Linked DNA regions of Mus musculus: regions 1 and 3 are each linked to region 2. Evidence: chromatin contacts called from public HiCAR-type and promoter capture Hi-C data. All regions are on one chromosome and are shown on one strand. Each heading gives the region's core, a stretch centred on a gene start, on an enhancer-like site or on the middle of the called end of the contact. The rest is flanking DNA. Distances are from core to core; before and after follow the strand shown.

Evidence for each region. HiCAR-type assays count read pairs that join an accessible place to other places. Capture Hi-C pulls out chosen DNA fragments and counts their contacts.
Region 1: a contact with region 2 is called in a promoter capture Hi-C map of liver. The contact joins the promoter of Mmachc here to the promoter of Ipp in region 2. A contact is called at or near these places in 1 of 484 Hi-C or Micro-C datasets (CD4 T cells), 2 of 115 datasets of contacts at active chromatin or transcription factors (bone marrow-derived macrophages and memory CD8 T cells) and 3 of 9 other capture datasets (adipose tissue, liver and pancreatic islet).
Region 3: a HiCAR-type map of PVALB interneurons shows a contact between it and region 2, with 4 times the contacts expected there. The contact joins the enhancer-like site here to the promoter of Ipp in region 2. A contact is called at or near these places in 4 of 39 promoter capture datasets (the 3T3-L1 cell line, hippocampal neurons, liver and 1 more), 7 of 484 Hi-C or Micro-C datasets (brain, cerebellar granule neurons, cerebral cortex and 4 more), 3 of 115 datasets of contacts at active chromatin or transcription factors (PVALB interneurons, craniofacial prominence and embryonic stem cells) and 3 of 9 other capture datasets (adipose tissue, liver and pancreatic islet).

Annotation. Positions count from the first base shown.
Region 1 is chr4:116,706,044-116,710,770 of GRCm38.p6, forward strand. It overlaps Mmachc (methylmalonic aciduria cblC type, with homocystinuria), which reads right to left and starts at 2,342. Exons shown (of 4, transcript NM_025962.3): 1 at 2,195-2,342; 2 at 1-32. The coding sequence starts at 2,275. Ccdc163 (coiled-coil domain containing 163) reads left to right here and starts at 2,552. Exons shown (of 10, transcript NM_026714.3): 1 at 2,552-3,051; 2 at 3,197-3,230; 3 at 3,395-3,576; 4 at 3,681-3,762; 5 at 4,058-4,241. The coding sequence starts at 2,974.
Region 2 is chr4:116,505,061-116,509,082 of GRCm38.p6, forward strand. It overlaps Ipp (IAP promoted placental gene), which reads left to right and starts at 2,489. Exons shown (of 9, transcript NM_008389.3): 1 at 2,489-2,590.
Region 3 is chr4:116,319,681-116,324,152 of GRCm38.p6, forward strand. Mast2 (microtubule associated serine/threonine kinase 2) reads right to left here. Exons shown (of 30, transcript NM_001369061.1): 11 at 2,584-2,793; 12 at 79-180. Among named protein-coding and RNA genes, the nearest start is that of Pik3r3, 100 kb to the left of the region's middle. Within about 2 kb of position 2,806, at least 15 of the 459 cell types and tissues checked have an H3K27ac peak or open chromatin away from gene starts, as enhancers often do. A contact at or near this core is called in PVALB interneurons and muscle stem cells, where this site is marked.

The DNA.
Region 1 (4,727 bases), core at 1,092-3,591, 200 kb after region 2:
GCTGGAGGCAGGAGTTCATTGTACCACGCCACCTGGAACACAGAAAGCTCAGGCAGTTGGATCTCTGAGTTTGAGAACAGTCTGGTTTACAGAGCAAGTTCCAGGACAGCCAGGGATACACAGAGAAGCCCTGTCTTTTTTTTTTTTTTTTTTTTTTTTTTGGGGGGGGGGTGGGGAGAATTAAAAAAAGAAAAAAGAAAAAGAAAGAAAGAAGCTGGGCGTGGTGGCGCACGCCTTTAATCCCAGCACTTGGGAGGCAGAGGCAGGTGGATTTCTGAGTTCAAGGCCAGCCTGGTCTACAGAGTGAGTTCCAGGACAGCCAGGGCTACACAGAGAAACCCTGTCTCGAAAAAACAAAACAAAAAAAGAACCCCATCCCCCCGCCCCTCTCCCCCACCAAAAAAAAAAAAAAAGGAAAGAAAAAAAGAAGGAAATGCACTAGGGGAAGGCTTGAGAGATTAGTAGGAGAGAGGTTGGGCCTGGCCTTACATATCAACTTAAAAACTATGGCACCAACTTGGTGAAGATGAGGAGTCATTTAACCCTTAAAAGAATAAAGTGACCAATAATTGCATTACTAAGATCTGGTTGCGCTGTAGAGAATGGATTGGAGCCAAGATGGCAGCAAGGAGATTATAATAATTCATATGTGAGAAGTGTTCTGGGATATAGGATAGGTTGGTGGGCTAAAAACAACAACCTGTGTTTGGAAGATTCAGGTGATATTCATGGTGGCTGTTGGATATAGGACTGGAAAGGTGAGTAGCAAGACCTTAGGAGACAGGCGGGGCTAACTCTGCTCAGTATAATAGTTCCTATTATCCAGACTAGACACACACAAGTTTAAAATAAGATGGGGTCTCACTATAGCTCTGGCTGACCTGGAGCTTGCTATGTATATCAGGCTGGTCTGGAAGACTCGGCCTCCTGAGTGCTGGGGTCAAAGGCTTCAGCCACCATGCCTCACATTCACATAGGCACTTCTATTCTTTCCCATATCTGCCTTCCATCACTACCTTCCATCACTGCCTCCAAATTCTGACTTTTAAAAAAAGATTTAGTTACTTATTTTATGTATGTGAGTACACTGTAGCTGTCTTCAGACACACCAGAAGAGGGCATCAGATCCCATTACAGATGGTTGTGAGCCACCATGTGGATGCTGGGATTTGAACTCAGAATCTCTGGAAGAGCAGTCAGTGCTCTTAACTGCTGAGCTCTCTTTCCAGTCCCAATCTGACTCTAGAATGTACATAATTCTCCTCTCCTTTCAATCCATCTTTTCATATACATTTCTCTGTTTTTGTGCTGGTGACTGAGATTTGCAAATGCTAAGCCAGCACTCTAGCTAGCTAGCCATCCACCTATCAGATAAATTTCTGATAGATGGATAGATAGATATACATCTCACTTAGTTTTATAGCCTCAGCTTTCAATTTTGTTTTTGCCTCATTACTAGGAATTGAACCCAAGACCTCAAGCATGGCTTTCAAACTAGACTTAACTTCTCAATAGTATCTTCTTACAAGTCTTCCCCTGGAAAGCTCAATGGCCTAGGAATCTTAAGATAGGCCAAAGGACACAGGCGGATTTTAGTTTGTGTCTTAAACATAATTTTGTTCACTCAGCACTGTGGGAGGAAAGTGTGGAATAGGGCGGGGCTGGGTGGGGTGGAGAGGGACTGTGGTTACAGAGACTTCTGTACCAGGCGAGCGTGAGGAATTTCTATGCTCAGTCCCGTATTGATGGCAAGCAACACCATGAATTAGCCTTCTGTTGGCTGGCCGAACAAACTAGCCAATTGTCTCTTGTTCAACATTAGGAATACTCTTCTCTCTTCATCTGATCGAGTACACTGTCACACCAACCTTCCAAGTTTTGACCTCTTCTAATTCCTTTGGAAGAATCTGATGATCCCGCCCACACCGGGAGACCGTTTTCTGGTAAATTATAATGATGACAGGTTAGGGGATCTTGGGCTGTATCCCATTCATTTGTTTGACATCATAAAGACATAAAAGGGCAAACATGTGTTTCTCTACGTTTTTTAATCAAGCCCCATTTTACAACACGACCTGGTCATCAGATGGCTGCAGTAGGTTGAGAGGATCAGAAGGGCTCACCGGCCTTCACACTTTTGGCACCAAGGCCAATCCTAGAGCTCACCCTAGGACCACAGGGAAGACAAACCAACCTGGAAGGGATAAACTTCGAAGCCAAAAGGACACAAGGTGTCCTCAATCTTCTGCTTCAGCTCTGCGACTCGCGGCTCCATAACGCACGCTGAACGCTGAGCTTGCTGGGAAATGGAGTCTCATAGCTAACTTAGGCTTGTATGCGTCCATCAGGGCTGGACTACATTTCCCAAGAAGTAAAGGAATAGTAACGGACTCAACTGACTCTGCACGGTGCATCTTGGTACACGTAGTTACTTTTGTCCTTGTAGCCCAAACATAACCGAGTCTGGAAGACTCCGTGTCCCGACGAGCTTCACGGGAGGTGTGAGTGTGAACGCACAGGGCACGTATTTCCAGGGAAACGTATTTCCGCCCTCTATTGCCTGTGGTCTCCGCAAGAAGCGGACTCAGTTTCCCGGGTGGCGCTGCGGCACCGGTACTTAAAATCTCATTCTCCGCCTACCAGAGTTTGAACTCTTGAGCGGCACTTGTCACTTGTCTCAGTGGTGATAGCGTCCTTGATTTGTGGAGGTCTCAACCAAAATTCGGTTCATTCTACCCTCTCGATATTATTCTGTTTTCTTCCCCCCTCCCCGACCCCCCACTTTTCAAAGTACTCTGTTCCGTAGTTCTAGATTCACAGTATTGCTATCGCACTGTTTCTGTAGCCCTAATATATTCCCACTTTCCTTATTTCCATCTAACTCTGTGGCTTGTCCTGGGCTGGCCCGCGGGTATCTGAGTGTGGAAGAGCAAGAACAGGGAAAGTTAGAGACGCAATTTCAAGTGCTCCAGGATGAACAGGAGCCCTAGCTGGTCTGATCAGCTTCATGCGGTTCTCAGTTCAACTGATGAAAATATGGCCCGGATTAAGGTAAGAGGGGGACCTCTGGGATCCCCATCTAACCCCTCCCATTGGGAGGCTAGGCTAGGGCTTAGTAAAGGGCACTGAGAGCTCACTGGCTTGTTGAACTGTTTGCTGGTTTTTTTTTTTTTTTTTTTTTTTTTTTTTTTTGTAGCAGAGTTTGTATCCCTTTCGAGTTTCCTCTACAGGTAAGTATTGTCTTTTCTCCCAGCCCTTTGTCTTCTCAGAGCCTCCTTTCTTTCAGTGCCTGCCTGTACAGCTCACAGTTCTGTACAAATCCCAGCTACTTCCTGTCCTCTGATTTCCTACACAGACAGACCCTGCTCTTGTCCCTTCCCTATTCCCACAATAGGGGACCTGGCTGACACCTGGACTTCTCATCGCTTACCTCCTCAGCCAGAGGCCCAAGCTCAACAGCCTTGGGCTCTAAAGACTCCCACTCTTGGAGAGAGACTGAGCTGTACTGAAGCCCACAGCTCCTCTCTCTGGGATGAAGTTACTAAACTCCGATCCCAGCTTCAGGCTCAGGCTCAGGTGAGGTATTAGGGGTATGTACGTGGTGATAATGTGAGACGAGAATATTAGGAGTTGGGACAATGACTTAGAAAGGAATGTCTGGGTTTTCTCTGCTTGGGTAGGTGACTGAGGCGCTGAAGCATTCTGTACAGAGCCTGTTGAAGGATCGGGAGCAACATATGTTCAAGATCAGTGCTCTAGAAGGTATTGGGCCAATTCTTTTCTATGTATGGCACACAGAGTTTTAAAATGGAAACCAAGAGTTTTGCACATGCTAATGATCTGTGCTCTACCACTGATGTACATACAGCTTTCGAGTTTTGCACATGCTAATGATCTGTGCTCTACCGCTGATGTACATACAGCTTTCGGTTGTGGGGCTTAGCCTTTTAGTGAATGGGTGAGCTTCTCTCCCTCCAGCCCTACACAGCTTTACCTATGTGTCATTTGCTCTCATGTGAGTCTCTTAGAGCCACTGACCTTACTTTCCCCTCTACAGCATCACTAAAACTGCTGCAGGAGGGCCCCAAAGGGAGAGCCCTTCTGGAGCAATGCCTGGAAGGGCTGAAAAAGGAACTGCAGGGCCTTCGGAGTCAGGTTCAAGAGCTAGTCCAAAACCAAATGAAAGCAAGACCAGGAAAGTTGGGTCCTGCCAGTGGCTTTCACCAAGAGCTGCAGAGTGAGTAAGTGATGGGCAAGGCTTCACCCTTTTGGTTGTTTGTTTAAGATGTGCTTCTTGGGGGCTGGAGAAATGGCTTAGAGGTTAAGAGCACTGACTGCTCTTCAAGAGGTTCTGAGTTCAATTCCCAGCAACCACGGGTTGGCCCACATCTGATGACCTCTTCTGGCCTGCAGGCATACATGTTGTATATATAATAAATAAAAATTTTTTAAAAATGTGCTTCACTCTTCCTCTACTCCTTCTCCTCCTCTTCTTCTTCCCCTTACCCCTTTCTCTCCACATGTTTCTGGCAGGCCTCTCCTCTCCTCTTTCTCTGTTCTCTCTCTCTCTCCCTCTCCCCCTTTCCAACTCCCCTTCTGTGCCCTGAATAAACTCTATTCTATACTATTTTTTAAAAAATGTGCTTCTTGGTGTCACACAGTTTTAGTTCTCGTGCTCAGAAGGCAGAGATGGCCGGTCTCTATGAGTTTGAGACTAGCCTGCTCTA
Region 2 (4,022 bases), core at 1,239-3,738:
GAATTAGAACTAGGAAAACAACTAGCTTTGTGTCCTCTGGAGTAACTCATGATCACTGAGTCCTTCCTTATCCCCTGATCCTTAGTGTCTTTATTCTCTTGTCTATATATTTATACTGTATCCCTACATACAGTTTTTACATATAAGATAAATTGTTGGCTAGATTCTGCACATGAGGGAAAACATATTCCTTTCTGAGATTGCGTGACATTGCTTAATATTATACACTCTAAATCTATCCATTTCCTGCAAATTTTGTAATTGCATTCTTCTTTAGAGCTGAATAAGATTCCATTTTATGTATATAGAAATTTTTCATTATTCATTCATCTGTTGACCCTCAAGGTTGGTTCTGGCATTTTTTTCTCTAGTAAATAGAGCACAACTTTATCTTTTATTGTCAAATCATTCTCTGTTTTATGCACACACATTTGTTCCCATTTAGTTCATTCATTCATCAGTTGATAGTCATTGAGGCTATTCCCATGTGGTGGCTATGAATAATGGTGATCAACTTATACCATTCTTATAAACAAGTTTTTGCATGATCATCTGTTTTCATTTCTCTAGGATATATATCTGCAGGGATTCAGTTATTAGATTGCATGGTAACTTTATATTTAACCCTTTGAGGAGCTGCCAGAGAATTTACATAGTAACTGCACCATTTTAGAATCTCATCAGGCATTGTAGGAATGTTGTATTTTCTAAGAACCTGGAATATCTAAATAAATGTGTTAAAAGAGACAAAAGTGCCTTGGTATCACTAAAATGTAATGTTTTGGTATTTTTCTTCTAAATTATTTTTAGATTTATTTATTTTATGTGTATAAGTACACTGTAACTGTACAGATGGTTGTGAGCCTTCATGTGGTTGTTGGGAATTGAATCTTAGGACCTCTGCTCACTCCAGTCAACCCTGCTTGGTCAGTCCCTGCTCTCTCCAGCCCAAAGATTTATTTATTATTATACATAAGTACACTGTGGCTGTCTTCAGACACACCAGAAGAGGGCGTCAGATCTCATTAGAGGTGGTTGTGAGTCACCATGTGGTTGCTGGGATTTGAACTCAGGACCCACTGAGCCATCTCGGCAGCCCTCTAAATTTTTATTCTTATTTTATGAGCATTGGTGTTTTGCCTGCTTGTATGTCTGTGTGAGGCTGTGTGATCCTCTGGAACTGGTGTGAGCTGCCGTGTAGTTGCTGAGAACTAACCCAGTTCCTCTAGAAGAGCAGCCAGTGCTCTTAATCGTTTGAGCCATCTCTCTTTTTTTTCTTCCACCATAAAATAGCTTAGTCAATAGAAAATCTTCATGGAACTAGCCTTCCAGTATTGGTCAGTGATTGCTGAGCCTTGCACCAGACAGGGGTCCAGTAATTCCTTTTACTCTTTTCTAAATTTCTGCCACTTTTTGCAGATTTTTTTTTGCACTTTTCATAATGAAATGTAAAGTAGAAATTGAAGATGTGGAGTAAATGTAAGCATAGTCTTGTGAAATTTTTGTCTTAGCTATACATCTGAATATGCAAATACATGGTATGTGTTTGATGTAAAATATTTTTGTACACTATGGGTCAGGAACATAAAGTTTGAGGGTTGGAGAGATGATGTGGCTAAGAGAGCACACTACTTGTTATTTTTGAGAAAGGGTCTCTCTACATAGCCCCAGCTATCCTGAAATTCACTAAGTAGACTGGACTGGCCAGGTACACAACAGAAATCCTCCTGTCTCTGCCTTCCCAGTGCTGGGATGATAGATGTGCACCACAACTCCTGGCAAAGAGTCCACTTCCCTCAAGGAGGACCTGAGCTGTTCCCAGCCTGTAATTCCAGCATCAGGGGGAACTACCACCATCTTCTGACCTTCATGGGCACAGCCTTTACATATACAAACCTATGGTTAGAGGCACACATTTAAAAAATAAAATCTCAGTCGGGCATGGTGGTGCACACCTTTAATCCCAGAATTGGGAAGCAGCGGCAGGTGTATCTCTAAATTCGAGGCCAGCCTGGTCTACAGAGTGAGTTGTAGGACAGCTAGGCCTACACGGAAAACCCTGGGGTGGGGCGGGGAGACTATAAAAAAGTTTGGACGTTGCTAATGCACCAGGACACATTATGATGCTCTACACTGAAAAAGAAGTGGGCATTTTGATTCTTGACTTCAAAGTAGGCAGGAGTGTATCAAAATTGAGGTTCAGGAAATGATCTAAGGAAGGTGGTAGAGAAGCACGGTGCACGTGATTTTCCTCGACGCTGAGATCAGTACCTGGCCTGGGACACTTGAAGAATTGAAGATGTGCATGGAGCGGAATAGGGAAGTCCACTAGCCCAAGGCAGGGGAGAGGTTTTTAAGAACCTGCCTCCGCGGCCAGCAAGCGGCTACCCAGGTTTACCCAGCGACGCCGGTGGCTGTGAGGAGGCGGGGCCAGAAGCGGAGCACGCGCAGTAGAAGGTTCCCGCATCAGCGCCGAAGCTGCGCCTTCAGCACTCGCAGTCACCTGTCACCAAAGACTGTCCCCGCCCCCTCCGCTGCCTGCCTGCGCGCGCAGAGCACCGGAGGGCGCCGGCGGGAAGGGACGCGGCGGGTAAGCGAGGCCTGCGTGCGGTCTGTGTTTCTCACAGGGTTGGGAACTTCCTCATGTCCAGCTCTCCAGACCGGGAAGAGCGAGTGATTGGAGCTTTGGAACGCACCGTTCCTCCGCTTTCGTCCTGTCGCCTCCGGAGGCGCTCTGACCGTCCGTGTGTTTTTAGCGTCCCGGAGCTTCCCAGTCTCACGGCGCCTTGGCCTCTGCTCTCCCAGCACCCACTGGGGAAACCGAAGGCCGGACCCTGTCCCTGACTTCTGCCGGCTCCAGTCTGAAATTCCTTACCGGCTCCAGTCTGAAATTCCTTACCGGCTCGCGCTGTCAGTAGCACAGAGTTGGTTTTCTTCCTCTAGTGTCTACCAGTTTAGGCAGAGTTCTAGTTACAGCCTCCAACTCAAGCACAAAGAGTCTCAGTTGTTTTGATGCTCAGCTGGAGCTCTGGCCCTCTAACTGAATTAACTTTCAGATGCTCTTCAGCGGGAAATCCAGGCCATCAAAGCATAGGTCCTCTTTAGTCCCTCCGATTATCTCCATCGTTAGCCAGTAAACTGTATGGAAGCATAGTTCTTAGCTCCCTATGCACTAATCCCAGGTCTTCACTTTTCATGTTTGTACGAACAAGCATTTCCCAAGCCACAGTTTAGGATGAGGTGCTCCACTGGCAGTGGAATGCCATCAACATTTACTGAGAAGGATGACAACAAACATTCTGGCTCTCTACTGTCAAAGTGAATATTAAGTGAATTGTTTGTTGTAACAGGAGGCATTTGACTTGTGGCTGTGCTTTAATACCTTGAGTAAGAGAGAAATGGAGGTAGCCTAGAATCACACCGCGAGGGTTCAGAATCTGCTGCCAGGGAGAATACAGAGCAGCAACAAGTCTGACAGCCACGCCATGTATAATAACATCTATAGGTCGAATTTCCACATAGAGGGAAATAGATTGTATTTATGTGCCACTTGTTTGTAAGATGCATTGTGTGCATGCTGAAGTAAATTTTAGCGGCTTCCTTTAAAACTCCCAAAATTAGTGTCTATATAGTCATGATTATCAGATTATTATTATGACAAGGTCTTACTATGCAGTCTTGGCTGGCTTGGAGCTAAGAGATCTGCCTGCCTCTGCACCACCACACCCACCTTCAGATCATTTTTACTGATAATTTTGACTGAATGCTATATACTGAATTTTTTAAAAATATCAGCTTACAACAGTTCTGTCATTTTGATTACTGGTTTTCTTTGGTGCCTGAATTACAAAACCTTAATCATTTTACATTTCCTCTGCTTCATCGTCGATCTTATATTGCAAGGACTTGTGGTTTCTTCAGTAACTTGAATTTATCCCTTTGATTCTCATAGCAAGTTGCCATGTTTCTTAGCTTCAACTTTTTTTTGGGAAATAAGAAATAATGAAAGTGTTGGATTTTTG
Region 3 (4,472 bases), core at 1,556-4,055, 190 kb before region 2:
TTCTGCCAGTTTTGGCGAGCTACTTCCTCTACATCCCCTAGTCCCCACCTGCACATCCAACCTTTTATGCTGACTCACCAGGCATTCCAGGAGGCGAGCTGGGCGAGCAATGATGATCATCAACTTTTTTACCAGCTGTATCACAAAGGCTACATCTGAGCTTTCTGAGCGTTCGTGAGCCTACACAGAAGAGAAAGGTTGCTTGAACAATTATCCTGATGTGGTTGGGTTAAAAAGGACCAGACTGTACAGAGCTGACTACAGAAAGGGACTTGGATGTGCATGTTGAAGAGTCAACAGCCCAGGAACAGCTCTCCTGTGCCCATTCCACCAGGGCTAGCTTTAAACGTACTTTTTAGGACAGGGTCTCTCACTGCACCTGTCATTCACTGATTGGCTATGGAGGCTAGCTGGTGACCTCCAGGGTCCCCTCCCTCCCCTAAGGGTTACAGAAACATGGTGCCACATCTGGTTTATTACACAGGAAATGGGAATCCAATCTCAGTCCTCATGCTTAGCTGGCAGCCACTCCTGACTGACCCATCTCCTTAGCCCCTGGACATTGTGTCTTCTTCTAAGAGTCTTACTATGTAGGTAGCTGAGGCAGGCCTCAGTCTCCCAAGTTCTGGGATTAATAGGGTGTATGCCACTGCTATCCAGTCATGCTTTGTTTCTTGGTTAGAAATCTCCACCCCCTAATATCAACAGTCACTAGAGCCTTATACAAACTAGCTGACTACATTTTTATCTCTCCATTCTGTATACACGCATGCTCATGCCGGGGTGTGCAATACATGCACGCTCATGCCAGGGTGTGCATGTGAAGGCTCTCTCTCTCTATTGTGTGGATCTGGGGGATCCCACTCAGGCCAGCGGGTTTGGCGGCAGTACCTTTACCTGATGGTCTCATCTTACCAACTCCAGAGCTTCATTTTTGAACAGAAAGAAACAGCTGCTTCTCATGGGAATTTGGCATTCTCAACTTGCTCTTATGTAACATTTATAACTAAGTATCCATTTTGGAATCAGAGGAAGAATTTTTATAGATAAAATTACTTTTAAAACATATTTAAAGAATACTTTCTCACTGTAACTACCACCTACCCAGTTATATCTTCATGGGTATAGAGACTGATCTGCTAGTCTTCTAGAAGCCATTCATTGTTTGAACATTAGCTCTGGATCTTCAGTTGAGAGGAGACAGGGGCGCTTCACTACTTTAGTGGCATGAAGCACCTTGGAGACCAGGAGCTCTTACCTCAAATGCGTTAATGCTGTCAACTGTCCTGAGAGGCTGAGGAAGGCAGTGCTTAAGAATTTAGTGGAAGCTTTGGTCCCCCCCCCCCCTCTGGATTATTCTGTCTTTTGTTTTTCAGAGACTTAAAATTTTCTTTCTCTTTATTTATATGTATAGGTTTGTATGTGGACATGAATGTAGGTGTTTGCAGAGGCCAGGGAGTTATAGACAGTTGTGGTTGCTTGGAACCACACAAGTCCTCTGCAAAGCAGTACATGCTCTTAATCAGGAAATCATCTCTCCAGCTTCTCAGAGATGTAAAATCTATTTATAGACTGTTGTGAGCCACTACATGGGTGCGAGGAGTTGAACCTGGGCCCTCTGGAAAACCAACCAGTGCTTTTAACAGCCGAGTCATCATTTCAGTTCCTCCCAGAGACTTTTTTTTAAAAGATTTATTTATTATTATATAAGTACACTGTAGCTGTCTTCAGACACACCAGAAGAGGGCGTCAGATCCCATTACAGATGGTTGTGAGCCACCATGTGGTTGCTGGGAATTGAACTCAGGACCTTCGGGAAGAGCAGTCAGTGCTCTTACCCACTAAGCCATCTCTCCAGCCCCAGAGACTTTTTATACTGAAGAGATTCACATTTTCACGTCAAAGTCTATCACTGTGCTAATAAAGTATCAGTTAATGGACTTGCTCATAGGATAAGCCTGAGGCCTGCTTCACCTGGGTTGAGGATAGTTAGGAAGCTGTGCTTAAACAAATGATTTTCAGTAAAACACAGTCCATATATCCACTACTGTATTTTGTATTGTTATTATGATGCTGATGATGTTTGTTTTGAAATAAATAGGATCTCACTACATATAGCCCAGACTGGCTTGGCATTCACTACATAGACCAGTCAGGTTCAGTGGGATCTGCCTCACCTCCCAAGAACTAGGTGTGGGCCGTCATGTCTGGTGAACCTCTATGCAACTTTTTGCTTTTGGTAAAAAGTCAAATACCTATACATATTTTGGTAAAAAGTCAAATACTCATACATAATACCAATGCTGGAATTATACACTACCCATGTTGGAGTCTCAGACAGAGTAATACAGCTTTGGCTTTAGAGAACCATTCACAAAACTGAGTTCCTCTGAAACCAAGCAGGCTTCTCTTAGTGATGGAAAGGCCGTGGGAAGAACATCAGATCATCAGTACCAAACATGGAAACTCCTATTCACTGGCAAGGAGACCTGATTGTGGCCAGCAGCTGGAAGAGTGAGCTCACTGCCAATTCCCGAGATGACCTTGTGGAAGTGTCATTACATTCCTCGTCAAGACACTTACATCTTGCAGAAGCTTTTCCAAATTCTCTTGAAGTTCATAGAAATAGTGTGACGTAATGAGGCCACTCCGAGATTTATCCAGGCAGTCTCGGGCCATCTCAATCACCTGATGATGAATAAAGCTTAGTGCTCCATCTGCCAAGGGCAACACACTATCTGGAGTGTTAGAGGAAATGAAGTCAGCTAGTCGCTCTTCCATCTGTGCAGTGGCCTGGGAGGAAAAGAAAAGAAAAGAATTCCCTTTCAGTCCCAGCTTAGCTGCAGCGAATTCTGAAGGATGGGCTCTCTGTGTGCCTATGTGACGCCGGGAAGTCGAATGACTGAAGGCAGACAGTCCCAGGACCAGACTCAAGGCCCCCATCACCTTTTTGCCTGTTTCTTGCCATATCCTATACTGTACGATTTTTGGTTCTGCAGGCATACAAGGTTTGCTGGTCTCTGCCTAGCCATATTTCATGCCTTTGTTACACCATTTTTTTGGGGTTGACCTTCCTTACAAGTTCCTGTTGCTCTTCATCTCACCTAAGTATCATGAATTCCCCAGACTTCCTAGGAAACAAAGGTTCTCTTTCCTCTGGGGTGACTTGGTCTCCTGACTGGACAAGTCAGTGCATAGATGATATTGGTTTCTGAACCTTCTGTATGTAAGACATCTGGCAAGTCAGAAGGTTTCATTATCACAGGGTTCTCAGATTTAACCTAAGTTCACACTGAATACAGGAGGTGCTTAGAGAACATGTATCAAAGGTATGGTCCTGCCTGGTCTTGGAAGGTAAGCTGGGATGGAGGACTTTGGATTGCAACATGACCCTGGCCTAGATCCCCAGAAGAGCAGAATGGAGATCTGGCTCGGGACTCTCTTGGGCCTCTAACTATACAGCCATGTGAAAACTGACAAACATAGTTGACAAACTAGTGAACAAGTTAACAACTGCCTCTTTCAGACTTTGACTTCTCTTTATCACTAGATGGTGACTTCTGTATCCTAATATGTTGACACAAAAGTTTATCTGTGTACAGAGGGATTTTTAAAGAAGGACAGCAGCAGGGAAAGAAGAAAAGAAAGAAATATATATTTTTAAAGATTTATTTAATGTACATATGAGTACAATGTAGTTGTACTGATGGTTGTGAGCCATAATGTGGTTGTTGGGAGTTTGAATTCAGGACCTTTACTTGCTTTGGTCGGCCCCGCTTGCTCCGGTCTAAAGATTTATTTATTATTATATCTAAGTATACTGTAGCTGCCTTCAGATGCGCCAGAAGAGGGCGTCAGATCTCATTACGGATGGCTGTGAGCCACCATGTGGTTGCTGGGATTTGAACTCAGGACCTTCGGAAGAGCAGTCAGTGCTCTTAATCGCTGAGCCATCTCTCCAGTCCCGGGAAAGAAATCTTAACACATCTTCTCTAAAGCCTATCTTAGATGAAGGACACAGAAATACCTATAAATACCAACACACAGCTCTAGGTGTATACCAATACACATCTCTGCACATAGAGAATGAGGCATGCAAGATACATTTCTCAACACTGCACACTATGGAACTTCCTAGCTGCTTTCCTGCACTTTCTTTCTTTGCTCTCATTCTTGTGTCTACTTCAAGGCTACAATGTGGAACAGAGAAAAGATTAAACAAACTAATAGCTAATAGTTACTCATACTTCTCATGTCCACCAACTGTTAGAAAACCAGTGTTCACTGATCCTCGTATGAGACAGATCTAGTAGAATTCTATTATTATGAGTTGTCAATGAGGCAAATGAAGCTCCAGGGAATCAAATGATCTGTCTAGAATCGCACAGCTGATAAACGGGACACAGATGAATGCAGACAGCCTAGGTCGCTGTTACAAGGCGTCACTGGTATATGTCAAGAGAGAAAAGGAG